Linked DNA regions of Oryzias latipes: region 1 is linked to region 2. The links are chromatin contacts, called in public Hi-C maps. All regions are on one chromosome and are shown on one strand. The core of a region is the stretch at or near the end of the contact, and the rest is flanking DNA. Distances in the headings are between cores, read along the strand shown.

Evidence for each region. A called contact is a pair of places that touch in the nucleus more often than the background predicts.
Region 1: a Hi-C map of embryo shows a contact between it and region 2, with 6 times the contacts expected there. The contact joins the promoter of LOC101155396 here to the promoter of agbl5 in region 2. A contact is called at or near these places in 4 of 5 Hi-C or Micro-C datasets (embryo, fibroblasts and gastrula embryo).

The regions. Positions count from the first base shown.
Region 1 is chr24:3,578,325-3,581,302 of ASM223467v1, reverse strand. It overlaps LOC101155396 (B-cell lymphoma/leukemia 11B), which reads left to right and starts at 1,304. Exons shown (of 3, transcript XM_011491454.3): 1 at 1,304-2,031. The coding sequence starts at 1,968.
Region 2 is chr24:3,411,579-3,414,864 of ASM223467v1, reverse strand. It overlaps agbl5 (cytosolic carboxypeptidase-like protein 5), which reads left to right and starts at 1,821. Exons shown (of 17, transcript XM_023953282.1): 1 at 1,821-2,139; 2 at 2,772-3,057; 3 at 3,129-3,286. The coding sequence starts at 2,843.

The DNA of each region.
Region 1 (2,978 bases), core at 55-2,554, 170 kb before region 2:
TTGTAACATAAATACCAAATTTCTGCCCTCCTCCACTTAGGGCTTCACAACACGCCTGGCCGATCTGAGAAAGATCGCCGCCGTGCCACCGTGTTTCCATGTGGCATCTGCTGAGGTTATGTCTCCTTGAGCCAGAGCTGAGATGACATTTCATTTATATAAATAATTACTACTCTGAAAGTCTCCCAGGCCTGCCCTGAAGCAATCTAACTTTTAATGCTCTTAAAATTGCCCAGCATGTTTTATTAATGGCAGGCTCTGAAATGTATTGCTATAGCTGCGCACTTCTCTGCCTAACTTTAAATGGCCATAAGAGGCTTTTATTTTCTTTCAACAAACTATCGGAACCAAATTATAGAGCAACGCAAGTGGGAACTGTATGTGAAAGCTGTGAAGTTCAGCTGTGATGTGTACAAGTGTGCATATGGAGGATCTGAATGAATGCAGCCAGGAATGTGCAGGATGATTTTGCCCATTAGTGCCACGCGAGAATGATCTGCTCCAAGGACTCTTTTGGAGTCTAAATATCATAAATGGTACTTCAAGGAGGCTTCACAGAGTAAAGGGACTGAAACAGGTTGGATTTGTCTCCCGACTGTGCCAACAGAGGGTAGTGTTGCCTCGCAACAAGCTGCAATCATCCGAACAAACAATCCTGCGGCATGATCACCTTTAGTTTTGAAATATATTGTGGACATATGTGCATTATACTGTCCATAATTGTGTGCAGGAGCGTTTAAAATAGTCAGATGGAACTTTTGTGACGTCACTTATATCAAAACCAACAGACAATATTTGCAGAAATGTGAATTTTGGTGTGTAGGAGTAATACAAAGTCAAATTCTTCTTGCTATTTTGTCTTTAAATCCCCACAAATAAACGTTTAAACGAACGGATTAACTTAAAAAAACTGTTAAATGGATTACTTCTGTGAGCCCAGAAGAAGCTGTCCGTGCGCTGTCCGCCCCCTGCGCGCGTCTGCTCGGAGCACTTGAACTTGAATCCTACAAAAGCGGAGACAAGCCTGAGCACGCACCACCTGGGTTGGCACGCGCGCGCACACACACACACACGTCCCAAACAGAGAACCTTTCGACGTGAGTCAACAAGAACTAGCCTCCCCAAAAGAAACCGGGAAACATCGGACCTCAGTTGGCTGGAAGAAAAGGAGGAGGTGTCTCGTGTTCGCGCGTGGTCCCTTTCTCTCTCTCTCTCTCTCTCTCTCTCTCTCTCTCTCTCTCTCTCTCTCTCTCTCTCTCTCTCTCTCTCTCTCTCGCCTCTGTGTTTGTGTGTGCGTGTGTGTGCGTGTGTGTCTCTCTTTCTCTCTCAATCAACGACTGCTGCTACCAGAGCCAAGAGTTGCCGTGCCGCGCACCGGTGCCAAAACGCGCAGGAGGAGCCAGTGCCAAAGGGTCATTTTAGCGCAGCATGCATTGTTGAGACGGAAGGACTGTAGGGAACCCTAAAGCAAACAGCTGCGATTTGACCCCAGACACAACAAATACAGATTTCAATTTAACAGAAAAAAATCTGGAAGGAGGATCCATCAGCGCTGGAGTGCTGCTTTTACCTCATCTGTCATCACGATCGCCGCAGAGGTGGGCAGTCCAGGGATTTTTTTGGGTGTGCAAAAGCTGAATGATTTTTTTCCCCGTAAAGACGGGCCATCGCTGGCTTAAAGCTTTCTGATTCCCGCGCTTGCCTGATCCAGGTGTTGCTTCCCTTTGTAAAAAAAAACAACAACAACAACAACAAAACAAACCATTCAAAAAAACCTCCAAAGTGGTCAAGCGTCCCGTTTGGCTGCTGCACCTCCGCGCGTCAAAGTTCCAGAGAAAGACTGTTGCGAGTACAGAGGAGGGATAGCCTACGACTGGAAGGGGAGAGCAGGTCACCAGACCGACACCACGGTCCAAGCCGACTCCAAGTGCCGTTCACCGGGCGATGCCAGAGTAAATGCCGGGGCAATGTCCCGCCGCAAGCAGGTGAACCCGCAGCACTTATCGTTGACGCACAGAGAGACCGTACAAGGTGAGTCACGCGCACAAACCCACGCTATTATCAGACTGGAATAAAGAATAAATAATCATTCAGCAGATTTTTGGGAAACATGTAACATTGTTTTTAAGACGCAAAAATATCGATTTATCACAAACAATTTTGACATAAAATAACTTAAAGTTTTGTTTTCAAGTTAAATTTGAGTCTTGATTTGTTTTGGGACCAAAGCTACAGAATTTGATGTGGACCCCCAGTTGATCTTCTAACTCTTGTTGTGCGTGCGTTTGGATGCACGCATGTGCGTTCCGCGTGTTTCATCTCATTTTCTGTTTGCATCATTTTAGAAATTCTTTCTAATTTAATTAAGTAACTTTACAGCCAGTGGTACATTCTTAATTAATCATTTATTTTATTAATGAGAAGTTTTTCTTGTTTTTTCGTCTGTTCTGTAAGTTACGCGCAGTTTATTTTTATCCTTCAGTCTATTTTTGAGATACTATCAGAAAACATTTTAAGAAACGTTCGTGCTTGAAAACTTATTGCGAAACATATTCAGTTTTTTAGTAGAAAAAAAACGACTTTTTAAAAAATAAATATTTTTAAATTAAATGTTTTTTCGGGAAAAATATCGAATTTTTTGGAAAACTTGGAATTAAATTGCGCAGACAGTATACCCCCCCCCCCCCATGCGACATATGATTAAAAAGTCTCATAATCCAATTTTAAATCAATTAAATCCATCTAACCTTCATCTCCCACGGCTCCTCTGTGCCTAAATCCAATTTGGTGGAGGCCTAATCTAAGTAATTCATTGCAGAAGTTCTTGATGTGATCTTTGGCTGGTGTGTTTTGTGCAGAACACATCAGGTGTGTTCCCCTCCCAGCCGATAAAGCCTCATTCCAATCACCTTGTTGAATTTAAAACTCTGATGCAGGACTTTTGCATTTATAAGGCTTTAATTTTAGTGAGGGGCATG
Region 2 (3,286 bases), core at 572-3,071:
GATGGCACTGACATGTTTAATGACATAAAGCAGTGGCGATTTTTGATATGGGCGATGTGGGCGGTCGCCCAGGGCGGCACTTTATAGGGGGCGGCATTTGCCGTGCCTGAGGCGTTACACATAATGTGCTACATACTATATTCAAAGAGAAAGCTTGGAGCTTTTAATTTGAAATTGCTTCAGCAGCCGACACTTAGTGCTTTTAGTTTGACACATCAGACTCTTAAGAATGTCTTCCTCCTATTTGCTCTTCACACTTATGGTGCAAAAAAAAAAAAAAAAAAAAGAATACCTCAGAGTGAAACAACGTAAAACAGGCACATGAAAATGAATTAGGCAGAACAATCACCCGTGCTCAACCCAATTTCGAAAAAAGCAGGCAATGGAGATTATTTCCCACAATTCTTTGCTCTGACACAGCATACCCGATGCGCACGTGACCACCGCCCTCTGCTGCAAGACGCTTGCGGCCACACCTCTTTGCGGTAGTCTTTGGAACATAAGTCAAAAAACTCGAGAGGGGAGCGCAACTCGCCGGTGGCTGAATCACACTAACAGGTGATTGGGAGTCTTTTTCTATCTGACAATCAACTCTGGGCCGCAGCTGCGCCTCCCGTCATAGAGACGGAGCCGCGTGTGTCAGAGGGAAGGGGAGGGGGAGGGGGGATGAGCGCAGACCATTTTTTTAAGATTGAGTTTTTTTGGAGGATTTCTGCTGTTGGTGATGCACAAATTTAGGGAAATGCCAAATATTTTTGGAGTAATCCCACTGATGAGTTCTAAGATTTAGTCTTTAATGTTTTATAAGACCTAAACATATTAATCACAATAAGTTTTATTTTTTAGATCTAATCCCTCTGATATGTTTCACAAAGACACAGGACGTCACACATTAAGAAATTATTGCTAAAAATGAAGCAGGAATCCAGCTCTGAAAAAAAATGCTCTAAAAAATGATGAAAGAGCAAAAAAAATTGAATTATTTGATATATAATTTCTTATTAATATTTCCAGGCTTTCTTTGTTTTTTGTCCTGCAGCATGTTCATATTTGTATAATTTTGACAGAATATATTTATATGGAAAACAAAATATTACAAGTTATTTAAGGTTTAACTTGTGTTCCTGTTTTTATTCATATTTATGTTCAAAAAGTTCAGTTTAAAAGGTTTAAAAGTTTAGCTTTAGTGTGTTCAGTAAACATTTATCTTCTTCGGCCCAAAACCTTAAGCGTGTTTTTAACTTAGGCCCCTGTGTGACTGAGTTTGACCCCCCTGTAATACGAGTCTAGAGAATTCATGCATTTTTTTGTGTAAAATGGCTAAATAGAAGATAGGGAACACAGCAGGATGTTGTCAAATTTTGTATGTGTGCGGGGGGGGGGGGGGGGCGCTGGTGGGGTTACTCGCCCAGGGAGTAAGTTAGTGTAGAGCAAGTTACAGGCTTTTGCAAGAAATCCATAGTGTTTTGCTGTTTGTACAAATTGTTTTGAGAAATGCACACACATATTTGCAAACTTCAATTCTGATCTGAGAATTGTACTAAAGCGACTGAGAAATGACATTTAACAATTCAACAGAGTGAGGCGTTCATGGAGCGTTCGAACCAGAGCTCTCCCTTTAATTCAATTTAATAAAATCCAATTTATTTTCTCATTGCGAGTTCTGAAATAAATAATAACTACTTTTGTATGGTCATAAAACTCCGAAATTCCGCATTCCATAGCAGAAGGTGGCAGCACTGCACCTCTGAACCCCCCAGATACTAACAGGAGGAAACAGCAGCATCGCCACTTCCAACAACGAGGACATTTCTCTGTATCCTTTCCTCTGATAGTCCTGAACGCAGCACACCGTGTGATGCATTCGGGGGGTTGCGAACAAGGACGGTGACAACAAACGTTAACGTCGACTAAAAATAACGGTTTTAAGACTGATTGTGTACATAACTGAGGCAGGAAGGCTCGTATTTTAAGTGTTTCGATAGTTTAACGGGCTAAACTCGCGGTTTAGGTCTTCATTCTGAGCTTATATACCAACGACTTATTATTTGTGGCTAAATTAGCCGAGTAGCTTGAAGCTTGGGGACGTTTTTGCTAGTAGCTATGTGGACCACTGACGGCATCAAACTCAGCTTTGTGGTAAGCCTTCCTGAAATCGTTAGCCCACTGTTGTGATCATGTAGCATCGGAGATGTTGTGTAACAAACGTCGTTTTTTTTCTACCCGACGACCCGCTACTTTGATTTTTCTAGGTCAACTGATTTCGCCGCTCATTTATTATATATATAATATATATAAATAATGCAATTAATCTGCCCTATTTAGCTCCAAATGTGTCGTCTTGATTTCAAATGAGCAAATTTACTGTGGTACATGAAGGGGGTTGTAATCATTCGATGATGTTTTGATCTGTGGTTGTAGTTTTCCTAAATGCCTTTAGGTGTCGCTGTTTTGTGTTGGCTTGAATCTCCATGCCAATGCTGTTTTCATGTACACGTCAGTCAGGGACATCAAAATGAACGAATAAAACACCTCTTTGTATGTTGAAGACTTTATGGGAGCATTTACACTTAGAGAAGGGATGAAAGAAAGTGAGCATTTGAACGCAACACCTTGATGAAATTCCCCTATTTAATGAGTTTCCTGCAGTTGTTCAGTATGTTTGAATGGGATTTCCAGGAAGAGGTTTATGTACTAAGTGTCTCGTAAGTGCTTCTATATTTATATATATTTTTAATGTAAACTGCTTGTTCTCTTTAATTTTACAACAGGCTGTCAATGTCACATGCATGGCTGACACTAAAGAGACATTTTAAGCAGGAGGTGGAAAAGACCGAGAGCCATGGAGGCGTGTTTTGGAAACATCGTGTTCAGCTCCAAGTTTGATTCGGGGAACCTGGCACGGGTGGAAAAAGTGGAGAGGGGCAACCTAAGCCCCGCCTCTGACACGGCCTCCAGTGGAAGCTCCCCCTCGGGGTCACACCTCGCCCCCGACTATGAGTTCAATGTGTGGACGCAGCCAGACTGCGCCGGCACCGAGCACGAAAATGGAAACAGGTGACGACAAATGGATCTCACATGAACAAAAATTTCAATAGGATGTTCACTGACTGCTGTAAATCCTTTAGGTCGTGGTTTTACTTTAGTGTGAAGGGCGCAGCCCCTGGAAAGTTAGTTAAGATCAATGTGAGGAACATGAACAATCAGAGGAAGCTCTACAGCCAGGGAATGGCCCCTCTTGTCCGCTCTCTACCTGGCAAGAACCGTTGGGAAAGAATTCGAGACA